2 separate regions of the Mus musculus genome follow, and region 1 is linked to region 2. The links are chromatin contacts, called in public Hi-C maps. All regions are on one chromosome and are shown on one strand. The core of a region is the stretch at or near the end of the contact, and the rest is flanking DNA. Distances in the headings are between cores, read along the strand shown. Region 1 overlaps Kif14 (kinesin family member 14). Region 2 overlaps Tmem9 (transmembrane protein 9).

Region 1 (5,662 bases), core at 204-2,703, 490 kb before region 2:
GAGCTCCACTGAATGTACAGGCAGCAGCTACAGCCAAAAGCAGGCCACTCACGGGAAGTCCCTTACAGAACCTGCTCAGGTCACCCAGGCTAAGATACTAAATATCTTTCAAATTACACATATTCTTGAGGTAAAAAATAAACAATTTCCTTAAGTCAAACCCTAAAGTAGGATATTATCTTTAGACTTGATTGTAGATGAAGGGTTCTTAAGGCTATGAAATATAAAAAGGATCTTTAATCTCCATCAAACAACATGTAAACTAAGTACCCTTTAGCAAAACAAGCACTATCAAAAGGGGGCAGCCTCTGACCTCCCAAGTGGTTCTGGTTACATTTCACTACTACTTTTAAATTTTATAAATGAAGCAACCACTGTGGAACACAGAAAACACAGTAAGCTACGATGCTATCTGGTCATATTATTAATATGCAATTATATTATCTTTTTATGTACATTTTGAAAAGAAACAAATCACACATATATATTATTGAAGATGGCAAACAGTTGATTCTTGGACAAAGAGCTGTAGTTTTAGTCAGCTACCTTGGTTAAACCTGTGCTAATAATTTCACATAAACTTAATCCATATGCTATATTTGGGGGAGAGAATGCACAGGCCCAAAGTAACAAACTGTTTAGATTTCCATTCAGGAGAAAATAACTATCTACAAACAGACCAATGAACCAGCTAGACAGCACCAGGGTGGTGAAGTGGGAGTGGGTGGGTGGGTGGGTGGGGGAGCACCCTCATAGAAGCAGGGGGGAGGAGGAGGGGTTAGGAGGCTTGTGGAGGGAAAATTGGGAAGGGGGATAACATTTGAAATGCAAATAAATAAAATAACCAATAAAAAAAAAGAAAAAAAATTTAAGATGAGAAACTAGGACCATAGTCACTCACTTGGTCCTGATACCTTAATTTCATTCTGATGCCAATATTTCAACATTTTTAAACAATATTCTTTGTTTAAAACTCATCTGCTTATAGAATTCTGAGCATACACAGAGGCATTCTGAAGCCAGCACTCCGCACTGTTAGCGCTTTCTACACCCAGCGAGAGGCCACACACAGGCATGGACTTGGAATATTTACACTCCTCTCTTTTTATGCTCTCCTGCACGAGGAAAAGTGACACCAAGTGTCCTTTTTGGTCATGGACGGTCTCCAAGTGCACAATGGTTTCATACCCACTGAATCCTATTCGGGGTGCAGTCCCCAGAGGACACTGCTGGGGTTGCGTCTCCGTGTGGTTCACAGGCGCGTCTTGGCCCGCTTTTCCCGCAGTCAGCCCTGTCTGACTTGCACTGCTCTTCCTTGCTATTCGAAGAACAAGACTCCCAGGGTTTCGACAAACCAGGGCTTTCTCCACATTCAAAACATAGGAGGAGTGACTTCGCTAGAGACTCCAGTTCCTCACAGTCAGCACGAGGCAGTTCATTTCCGCAGCTGCCAGCAGAGGCAGAGTGTGCGCTGAAGTCACTGTGAAGCTTGCGAGCCAGGCTGCAGATAGTCTCGGTGCAGCTTCTGAGACAGTGCAAGTCACTGGGGCACCCTACAAAAGAGGGAAAGGAGAAGGTGGGCTACCAGTTCCAGGTGTCGGCACGTGTTATCACATGACTCTAGCAAGTCTTTTAAGTAACAGGGACCCTACACCACAACTCCAACCACTGAAGGTTTTCCCGTTAAGTGCCTCTCTGATGGCCAAGCGCTGGCTTCCCTGACTCCGGGCAGAGGTGCTGACATGCTTGGCAGCAGCAGCCCGAGCTCCTACACTAGGAACTAAGCACACGGGCATAGTGTAGGGTGGGCTATGGTCACAGCTCGTGCCGGGAGGGAAAGGGAGCCCTGGGATCACACAGGTCCAGCCGCAGACCCCAGGGGGCTGCCTACCTCTCAGCGCAGATACAATCATCTCAACGGTTTGTTGCAAGCACGACTTCAGCTTCAAGAATTCTGACGCAAGGCTTAACAGCTTGGAAACTTGTTGTCTAGAACCTTCTTGTGCTTGAGTTCTGAAGCTTTTCTGTATACAAAAAGTTAATACTTAGAAAGAACATACAGCTGGGCAGCGGTGGCGCACGCACGCCTTTAATCCCAGCACCTGGGAGTTCGAGGCCAGCCTGGTCTACAGAGTGAGTTCCAGGACAGCCAGGGCTACACAGAGAAACCCTGTCTCGAAAAACCAAATAAACAAACAAATAAATAAATATAGAATATATATACATATATATATATATATGCATATATATATGACAGACAAAAATGGAATGTATAATGAAGCTACATTGAAACATTTAATTTTCTTACCAGTACATAACTTCATTTCTATAAGCAAGATCAAAATACAAAATTAACAATGGTTACTTTTAAAAAGCAGTACGGATTTAATCTTAATTTAAACCACAGCCCTAACATCCTAGCACATAGAAACGGACCATAGTACCCAACACCATAAAAGGCTAACATTTCATTTCAAAGAATTCAACCTCACAGTATTTCTTTCAATATTTACTTTACTTAAATACTTCAGCTATGGGCATTACTCTCCTTTTCGGTACACTGATTTTTATACTCCATCTCTCTTTGTCTATAAAGTGTGACCTGTGACATGAGTATATATTAATTCTCCTCTAGTTGACACTGTTTGAGCACATTAGTGTTAAATGTGTTCTTTAGTCTATAGTGACTACAGTCAGGCACAAGCTGGCAGCTCCTAGGCTAGTAACTAAGAAACAGGGGGTGCATTAGCAGGCCCCTGGCCACCATAGACCTAGTACTACACGAGTGCATTAAGTCTGCCAAAGAAAGACTAGGAAACAAGCATGCTCGGTGAGCATGCACAGCAGAGCTGTCTCCAGCTGGGGCTGCCAAGGGAAATAAATATATCTACAAAGGAACCAAACGCAGTGACAAACAAAAAACAATGCAAAGCTCCTCCTACCGTCCTCCATTCAGCGACAGCATTTTCCAGAGACCCGACCCACTCCACAGTACTGGCTTTCATCTGCTTAGTGACCTAGAGAAATGTTAAAATATTTCAGTAAACACGCAATCACCAGGAAACACAATTCTTAGGCCCCTGCGAGACCAGACAGGGAGCTCTGGTCTAGAATCCAGAAGAGATAAAAGTTTCATAAGCCAGCTCGAGGGTTCTTCAAACCATATAAGTGGAATTCCTTCAGAATAAACGACACATTGATTTCCATATAGCACGGCTGAACTGGGCTCAGCGGCACAAGCCTGAGGACCTAACGTTGACCCTGGTGAATGACTCCACAAAGCTGTCTCCTGACATCCACATATGTGACATGACACACAGGTCTCCACACGCACACATACACTAATAATAAAATATAAATATAAGAGAGGATATATTCTGATGTGTAACTATCTCAAAATTTGCCTTTTATTTAAATATTTATAGGCATGAAACTTCTCTCAGAAGAAAGCGAGGGTTTGAATTATCAAAAAAATATGAGGTGCTTTGAGAAAGTTACAAATGTTATGTGATTCCCAGTTGTGATCTATGCTGCACATGGCATTTCCCACCTTACCACTGACAATCAGACCCAGATGGGGACTCCTGGCTCTCACAGTGGTGCAAGTCTTAAACTAAATCAACAGTGAAGCCTTGGCTGGGCCTCTGCTCACTGCTGCCCCCTCAGGTGGAGGCAAGCTTCTGCAAGGGGGTGCTGCTGTGTGTTTAATTGGCTTTCTTCACTAAGCTCTTGTCTAGGTCGGCTCAGACTTGCAGTTACAGTAAGAAGAAAAGTAGGCCACGGTGGCTCACCTCTAATCCCAGCACTCAGGAGTGAGAGGCACAAGAACTACTCTCCTGCAAGCTTCAAGTTCCAGGCAAACAAGATCTGTGTGGTAAGATTGACTCCCAGAAAGAAGAAAAAGTACACTTCTTCATTTCATGAACCCAGCTTTGAAATTACAATTTCAGTGCCCTCTATGAGTCTATAATGCAATCCTGATTGTATTTATTCTTTTTGTTAATGAAAATAAGCTTTATTACATCAAGTAATAAATACAAAGATGCAATAGTTCCAGTCGTTTTCTTCCAGATGCTGTGATGGGCTCACAGTAAACACAGAACTGAGATCTACAGCCTCAGGATGGACATCTGCAGGGTGCTTGGGAGGTTGGGTAAATGGCTCTTTCTTCTGTGCATTTTAAAGATTGACTTCCGAGCACTCAGTCATGCAAACGCTTAGGCAGAGAAGCTCCATGAAGCAGGGTCTACACTGTACACAGGCAGGCCAGCTACTGAGCAAAGGCGCTGTGGTTTGCACTCAACTTGGAGGCAGGTGAACTCAGGGAAAGGACGGCAACTGGGGTGATGTGTATCCAAAGGGAGGCTAGAGGGGACACTGGTATTTGGGGACAAACAATAGCTTGCTGTGAAGTGGCTTCACAAACATCTTTCAAATGTTTGGAAAGAAAAAAGAGCTGCGTCATTCCTAACTACTTAAAATGCACATCGTCAGTTACTGCAAAATGTCCTCCCAATCTTTTGAGTGTGGGTTCAGAGCTTAATGACTGTGGTAGAAAAATGACTGCCATTTTGCACAAAGCTTCTCATCTCCACGGGTTAGTGAGATGGGCCTTCAGACCGACCAGGGAATAGGACCTGGCATTCCGTTCCGTTTCAGCCAAGCACTCCCGAACCAGGCTCTGGGCATGAATGATGCCTCGTTTTAGCCTCTCCATGGCGCTCTTGCTTCCTGCATACGTCAGTCTGACCTCTTTCCCCAACTCTTCAATGATGGCCAGCAGCTCTGCATATTTACTCTGAGGCACCTGGCTATTTCCAGTTCCCTGGGTGTAGCCTAGCAATGGGGGTTCATAGTCACTCAGCAGCTGGCGATATTGGGAGTAGAGGGTGAGTGGACACTTCCCTCATTGAGCTGTATTTATTCTTTATGTGTGTGGTGTATGGTGTGTGTGTGTATGATGTGTGGCTTGTGTGTATGTGTGTGGTACATGGTATGTGTGTGTGTGGTGTATGGGGTGTGCTGTGTGGTGTGTGTGCATGTATGATCCTTTGGAGCTGGGGTTACAGGTGATGGTGAGCTGTCTGACATGGGTGTTGAGTGAGATTCCAGCCCCAATCCTGGGAACAGCAGTAAATACCCTCAGCTGCCGAGCCACTCCTCCAGCTCCTACCACAGGCTCTTCCGACTTTTAAGTTGGGAGAATACAATCAGAAAGAATCCAGCTAAGATGGCTCAGTTGCTAAAGCACTTGCCACTTAACCATGAGGACCTAAGTTCAATCCCCACCATGCTCAGCATGGAGAAGGGAAGAGAGAGGACTCTAGGCAAGCCAGTCTAGACTAACTGAGATATCAGTGAGTGATACTGTCTCAAAAACTGAGTTGGAAAGTTCTAGAGGAACAACATCCAAGGTTGACCTCTGATCACTCTCCCCACGCACACAGTCACACACAGAGAGAGAGAAAGACAGACAGAAAAAAGGGACAAAGAATACAATGAATAAAATTCCACCATGTAACAAACTACAATGTCAGACCATAGAACAACAAAAGGAAGGAGAAAGAGTCTATGTGAAGAATCCTTTTAGTTCCTTTTATTTATGTGGAGAGTGTGTGTGTGGTATATGTGGTGTGTATGGTATATGTGGGGTGTGTGTGTG
Region 2 (4,956 bases), core at 749-3,248:
AAATGTATTGTTCCCCATATGGGACAGCGCACCTAACCAGATCATTTGCAGAACACTTTCTCATGGCTCTCCATCTCCCTTGAGATCTGCAACTCTTGAGAAATAAAACAATTTAATGGCTTCTTTGATGTATAGACAACAGAAAGACAAACATTTCTCTCCATGCATGATACAATGAAATTCAGGGACAAGAGACCATCCAAGGACAGGAGCCATGGTACTCCGGTCCCCATTGGCCTTGTGTCATATGGTCCAACTTTATGGCTCAGCAGCTGCAGTCACAGGGGAGAGGTGGGAGGCCTTACGGCCTCCTGGGATGGGAGTAAGGTGACAGCTGCTGAATATGCCGGCATGCATGGGCACTGCCATGCACTGGTGGACCAGGAGCCGAGGAGAGGGGAACAGGCTTCCAGGTGGACTCTGGAGATGACTGTGGGCTCAGGGGCACCACAACAGTTCCTGAGACTGGGGCTAGGCCAAGCTAAAGTACTGGCACTGGAGGAACTGGGAATGGGGACCACAGCATCCTAGAGCGAAGGCTGAGCGCTGGATCATACTTTCCTCGCACCCACTGAGCTCTTGATGACACAGCTTCGTCTCCCGTAAGCATCCTTAAGATGTGGAGCTGGGAGGAATGGTGAAGACAGGAGGGATGAATTCCACCCAATCATGTGGCCACCTCAAATGTCTCTGTTCCCTTCTGCCTTCCCTCCCCTCCCCTCTACCCCCCAGAGACCTACAGAGACCCAATCACACTCCCTCGTTATAACAGTCGAGTACATTTCTAGAGAGGGAGAAGGATAAACGCCATGGGCATTTGAAGGGAAGACCCAGGGAAGACTGCAGTGAGCCCCAGAAGCTGGTAGCCATGGCCCAGGTCTCTGATGCAATCATGGCAACCATCTAACTGAGCATCTTGTGTCGGTCGAAGACCGTCTTCCGCTGCTCCTGCACCTGCAGCTTCCACCGCTGCTGAGCGCCTTCCACCCGCTCCAGGACAGTGTTTGCCCGGGGTCCTCCAATGGACGCAGCGGCTGTTGCCATGGTGCGAGCATCCTGCATTGGAATAAGAAGGGAAACGATCTGAATGAGGATGGAGGGGTCAGGGCTCTGGATCCTTAAAGTCTGGCATGGAACCAAGTACCCCAGTGAGCACTTCTAAAGTCTGAATTCCCCAAGGGCTGTGGGCTCCATGAGGGCCTTGCCTGGTCATCTGAAGACCTCAATGGTGTGCCTAGCCAGAAAGCTTTGGTGTCTTTAAGAGTCAGGAGCATCTTCTGGGGCCCAAGCAATTCCAGCAGAGCTGGCTCAAGTCTAGGTCTCACCCTAACCATTCCTAAGTCTCAGGAGAAGGACTGAATATTGGCTTCAAGACCTCATGTACACCGGCCAAGACTTCAAGAGCTATGTACCCAAATGCACAGGGCAGTTACTCAACTGCACACCTCCTCTCTCTGTCCTACTGCTCAGGGGACAAGAAGAAGGGCGCGCGCGCGCACACACACACACACACACACACACACACACACACACACACAGAGAGAGAGAGAGAGAGAGAGAGAGAGAGAGAGAGAGAGAGAGAGAGAGAGCGATTGATTGCTTCTCCTGAAAAAGAGAAGATGGGACATCCTTCAGAGCCTGGTAGGGGTGAAAGTCTAGGGTTAGGGTTCAACTCTAGCATTCCCATGTCATGGCCAGCTGCAGCAGTCAGCCAGTCCCATGCTTGGCAGATCTGCTCTCTCTCTCTCTCCCTCTGCTGGTTTTCCTGTCCCCCTTCCCCTTTGCTCTCAGACCCACTTCACCTTCTGTCGCTTCTGTCGTCAGTCTTCTCTTAATTATCACTCCTCTGCCTCTGAAGCTCCAGAGCCCATGCATTTCCTGCAGGACCCAGAGCTGATCTCTGGGGGGAGAATTAGAGCCGAGGGCCAGGCCCACAGCCCGTGGGGATTTCCTCCCTAGCTCTCCCCGCCTCTCATCTCCTGCCACATATCTCTTAAAGGATTAGTGCACCCCTCTAAGCCCAGAGCCGCCCAGTAAATGCAACTTTGCTTCTAATGCCCCGAGCTGGCATAGCTTCTGTCACTGCAGCTGCCAGCTTGAGAGTGGGGTGGGGCAGGAGGGTATAGAGAGGCTGGCAGGGCAGAGAGGAGGCTGGGGTCAAAGGGCTGGGATAGCCTTATCCTTGAAGCACAGTGCTGGGCGATTTGTCCTGAGCTCACTTGCTCCTAAGGTGACTTATAGATGGTCCCCTGGGAGTCCATGCTCAAGACTGAGTGGGTGCCATGGGCAGGCCAGGTGAGGTCCAGGCCTGTCACCCCAGCTACCCAGGAAGCAGAAACAGGAGGATAGCAAGTTCAAGGCCAGTGGCAACCACTTAGTGAGATGCTGTCTCAGGACAGAAGCTAACCATGCCTGTGGCTGTAGGACAATTTCTAGCAACATGCCCAAACCCAGAAGCAAACCCAAAGAAAAACAAAAATCCTAGTCATGTCTCACAAAATTCCTTTAGAGATCTGATGTGCTCAAGTACCATTGTGTGACTACAAGATGTGTTTGTCATGGGGAGAACCATTTGTCAAGAGAACTGGCAAGCACAGATCGGAGCTCAAGGGCCCTTCTCCCTGGGAGTTCAGCACAGCCGACTCAAAAAAACCTGGCTTTGACTCCTACCAGACACATGGCCTTAGGTGGGTCAGAACCAACCTCTCTCATACAGGATGGAGACTGAGGTGGTCTCAAGGACACAATGAATACAGAAACTTGGTCAGCTTCTGGAGATAGAAAGCACTCAAGGTCAGTGCTGGGAATCACTGAGGCAGAGAAGGGGGAAAGGCAGGTTGACTACTGTCAGGGGAGCTGCCTCTGAGCATCACTGTGGCCTACACCACCACCTCACTCCACCCCTCCCCAGACTGGCTGCGCTGCCTAAGTGGCCCAACCAAGAAAGCAGCTTGGCTCAGACTGCTCTTAGCATGGCTGTAGGGTAGGGGTGGGCACCGAAGACCTGCCCGCCTGAGTAACAGCTCGCCCCCCCCCCCAGGACCCCAGTCTAGCTTCGGGGGGGGGGGGGGGGCGAGGGCTGCTTTCTTCCACAATCCTACTCCTGCCCATTTCTAGGCCGTGTTGCCCTGGAGGGCTCTGGTTAATGAGTGCCTGGGGGTAAAACTGGGAGAGCAGGCCTGGGGTCATCTTGGGGCATGCTGGAGCTGGTGAGAATGCAGCAGCTCTGCTCTTGGGTTGTCTGAGGAAGTGGGAGCTGGACAGAGCCGGAGCAGTGTCAAGGGAGCATGTTGTAACTCACCACATTGCCACGGCTCCACTTGGGAGCGCTCAGGTGAAGTCGCAGCAAACAGCTCTCAAGTGCGAGAAAGCTGCTGCTGAGAGCCTCTGTGTCCCCATGGCTGACAGTCTGATTAAAAGGTATTAGAGTAGCCACATCTATTCCCTAAGAAGACCCACAGATGGCCTCAGGCCTGCCTGCTCGGCAGGTGAATGGGGATGAGGGTGGGGCAGCAAGGAAAGTCTTCCCTTTAGCCTCCCTTCTCCCATCAGGTCTGGGCTGAGGAATGCAGGGAGGCGGGGGACAGTGAGGGCAGGGGATGGATGGAGCCCCTCTCACAGTGGGGCATGAATGTTGACAATTCCCTAGAGGTCCCCAGGTAACCAGACTGATGTCACCCTGACAAGCAGATACCACTCACTATACACCGGTCTCTTTCCCAGGTACTTCACACTCCTACGGCAAGTGGCTAATATCACCTCCATCTTTTGCACAACTTAGACTCTGAAGGAGAAATTGCCTCGCAAACCAAGGTCACCTAATTTCATGGGACCACATTTGAACTTGTTCACACCCCTGGATCTCCTGTCTTAGGACTCAGTTGCTTTTGCTTTTGGCTGGATTTTCCCAAGAGGAAATCAAATGGACAACCAGAGAAGCAGGCACACCTCACCCCAGAGTTAGATCAAAGACAGGTAGCTGCAGGTTACTTGTGGCCAGAGGCTCCCCTCTCTGGACGAGCTCAGTGCCTGCAAAAGCCTTTAATGCCCAATCCCAACAGCGGCCCTGAGGCAAGAGCTCCTCTGGCTACTCCATTAGAAAGCTATACCCTGAGCTCAGTAGCAAGGGCAGTGAGTGGTGAAGCTGGGACCCCAACCAGGACTACTCTCAAGCACTATGCAGTCTAGCCCCACGGCGTTCTAGAAGTATCTGCTGAACGGCACACCTCCCTATTCTATTATCAGGGTGAGGAGGCTATCTGAACAGTCTGGACCCGTCTTTCCCAAACCCCAGGGCCCCCAGGGTTCTTAGTACATACTGCCATCCATCTACAGACAGGAAGGGAGGCCAGTCTTCGGTGAGCCTGGCTTTCTTTTCGTCTGGCTCTCCATGACCTTAGCTCCCATCATCCTTATCCTCTTTCTTTGGTTGCCTTGTACACCCCCTCCCACAGGAGTCTCAGAACTAACTCTCTGCACTGCCCCCACTGGGGGGAGAACTTTGAAGACCCTGTCAGAGCTCAGGAGCGAGTGGCGGAGACTGCAAGAGCCTCAGAGAAACCCTCATTTCTCCCTCTTCAAAGGGGACCAACTCTCTACATCTAAAACGGCTCTGTTGCTGTTTCTGTCCCCACAAACATGCTGGCTTCCTCCTTTCAAAGGGCGTCTGAGCCTAGGGATTAGGTCTAATGCCACTGGAATCCAGGGAGGCAGCGCCCAGCAGCCAGGCCCACTGAGGCTCTGCCAGCGCTTTCAAAGGGAGCACGAGGGCCTTTCATCTCCCTCTGTGGACTGGGCTGTGCAGTGGGGGGATGCCTCCCTTTCTTTGCCAGAGGCCCCTAGCCCCTGGCAGGAGAGCTCCTACCTATAAGAATTGGGGTGATAGAGCCCAGGAGCCCCCCTAAACCTAGCAAACACTCACTAGCTATCAAATTTCACTTCTATCTGGGTCCCAGG

The links. A called contact is a pair of places that touch in the nucleus more often than the background predicts.
Region 1: a Hi-C map of rod photoreceptor shows a contact between it and region 2, with 3 times the contacts expected there. The contact joins two enhancer-like sites. A contact is called at or near these places in 26 of 484 Hi-C or Micro-C datasets (the 3T3-L1 cell line, B cells, the HL-1 cell line and 16 more), 1 of 115 datasets of contacts at active chromatin or transcription factors (astrocytes) and 1 of 9 other capture datasets (liver).

The regions. Positions count from the first base shown.
Region 1 is chr1:136,523,137-136,528,798 of GRCm38.p6, reverse strand. Kif14 (kinesin family member 14) reads right to left here. Exons shown (of 29, transcript NM_001287179.2): 27 at 2,943-3,017; 28 at 1,892-2,024; 29 at 1-1,553. The coding sequence ends at 1,183. It also overlaps the pseudogene Gm29485. Among named protein-coding and RNA genes, the nearest start is that of Kif14, 58 kb to the right of the region's middle. Within about 2 kb of position 1,453, at least 16 of the 459 cell types and tissues checked have an H3K27ac peak or open chromatin away from gene starts, as enhancers often do. A contact at or near this core is called in rod photoreceptor, where this site is marked.
Region 2 is chr1:136,030,168-136,035,123 of GRCm38.p6, reverse strand. It overlaps Tmem9 (transmembrane protein 9), which reads right to left. Exons shown (of 6, transcript NM_025439.3): 6 at 94-1,056. The coding sequence ends at 904. It also overlaps a transcript of Igfn1 not described here. Among named protein-coding and RNA genes, the nearest start is that of Tmem9, 15 kb to the right of the region's middle. Within about 2 kb of position 1,998, at least 5 of the 459 cell types and tissues checked have an H3K27ac peak or open chromatin away from gene starts, as enhancers often do. A contact at or near this core is called in rod photoreceptor, where this site is marked.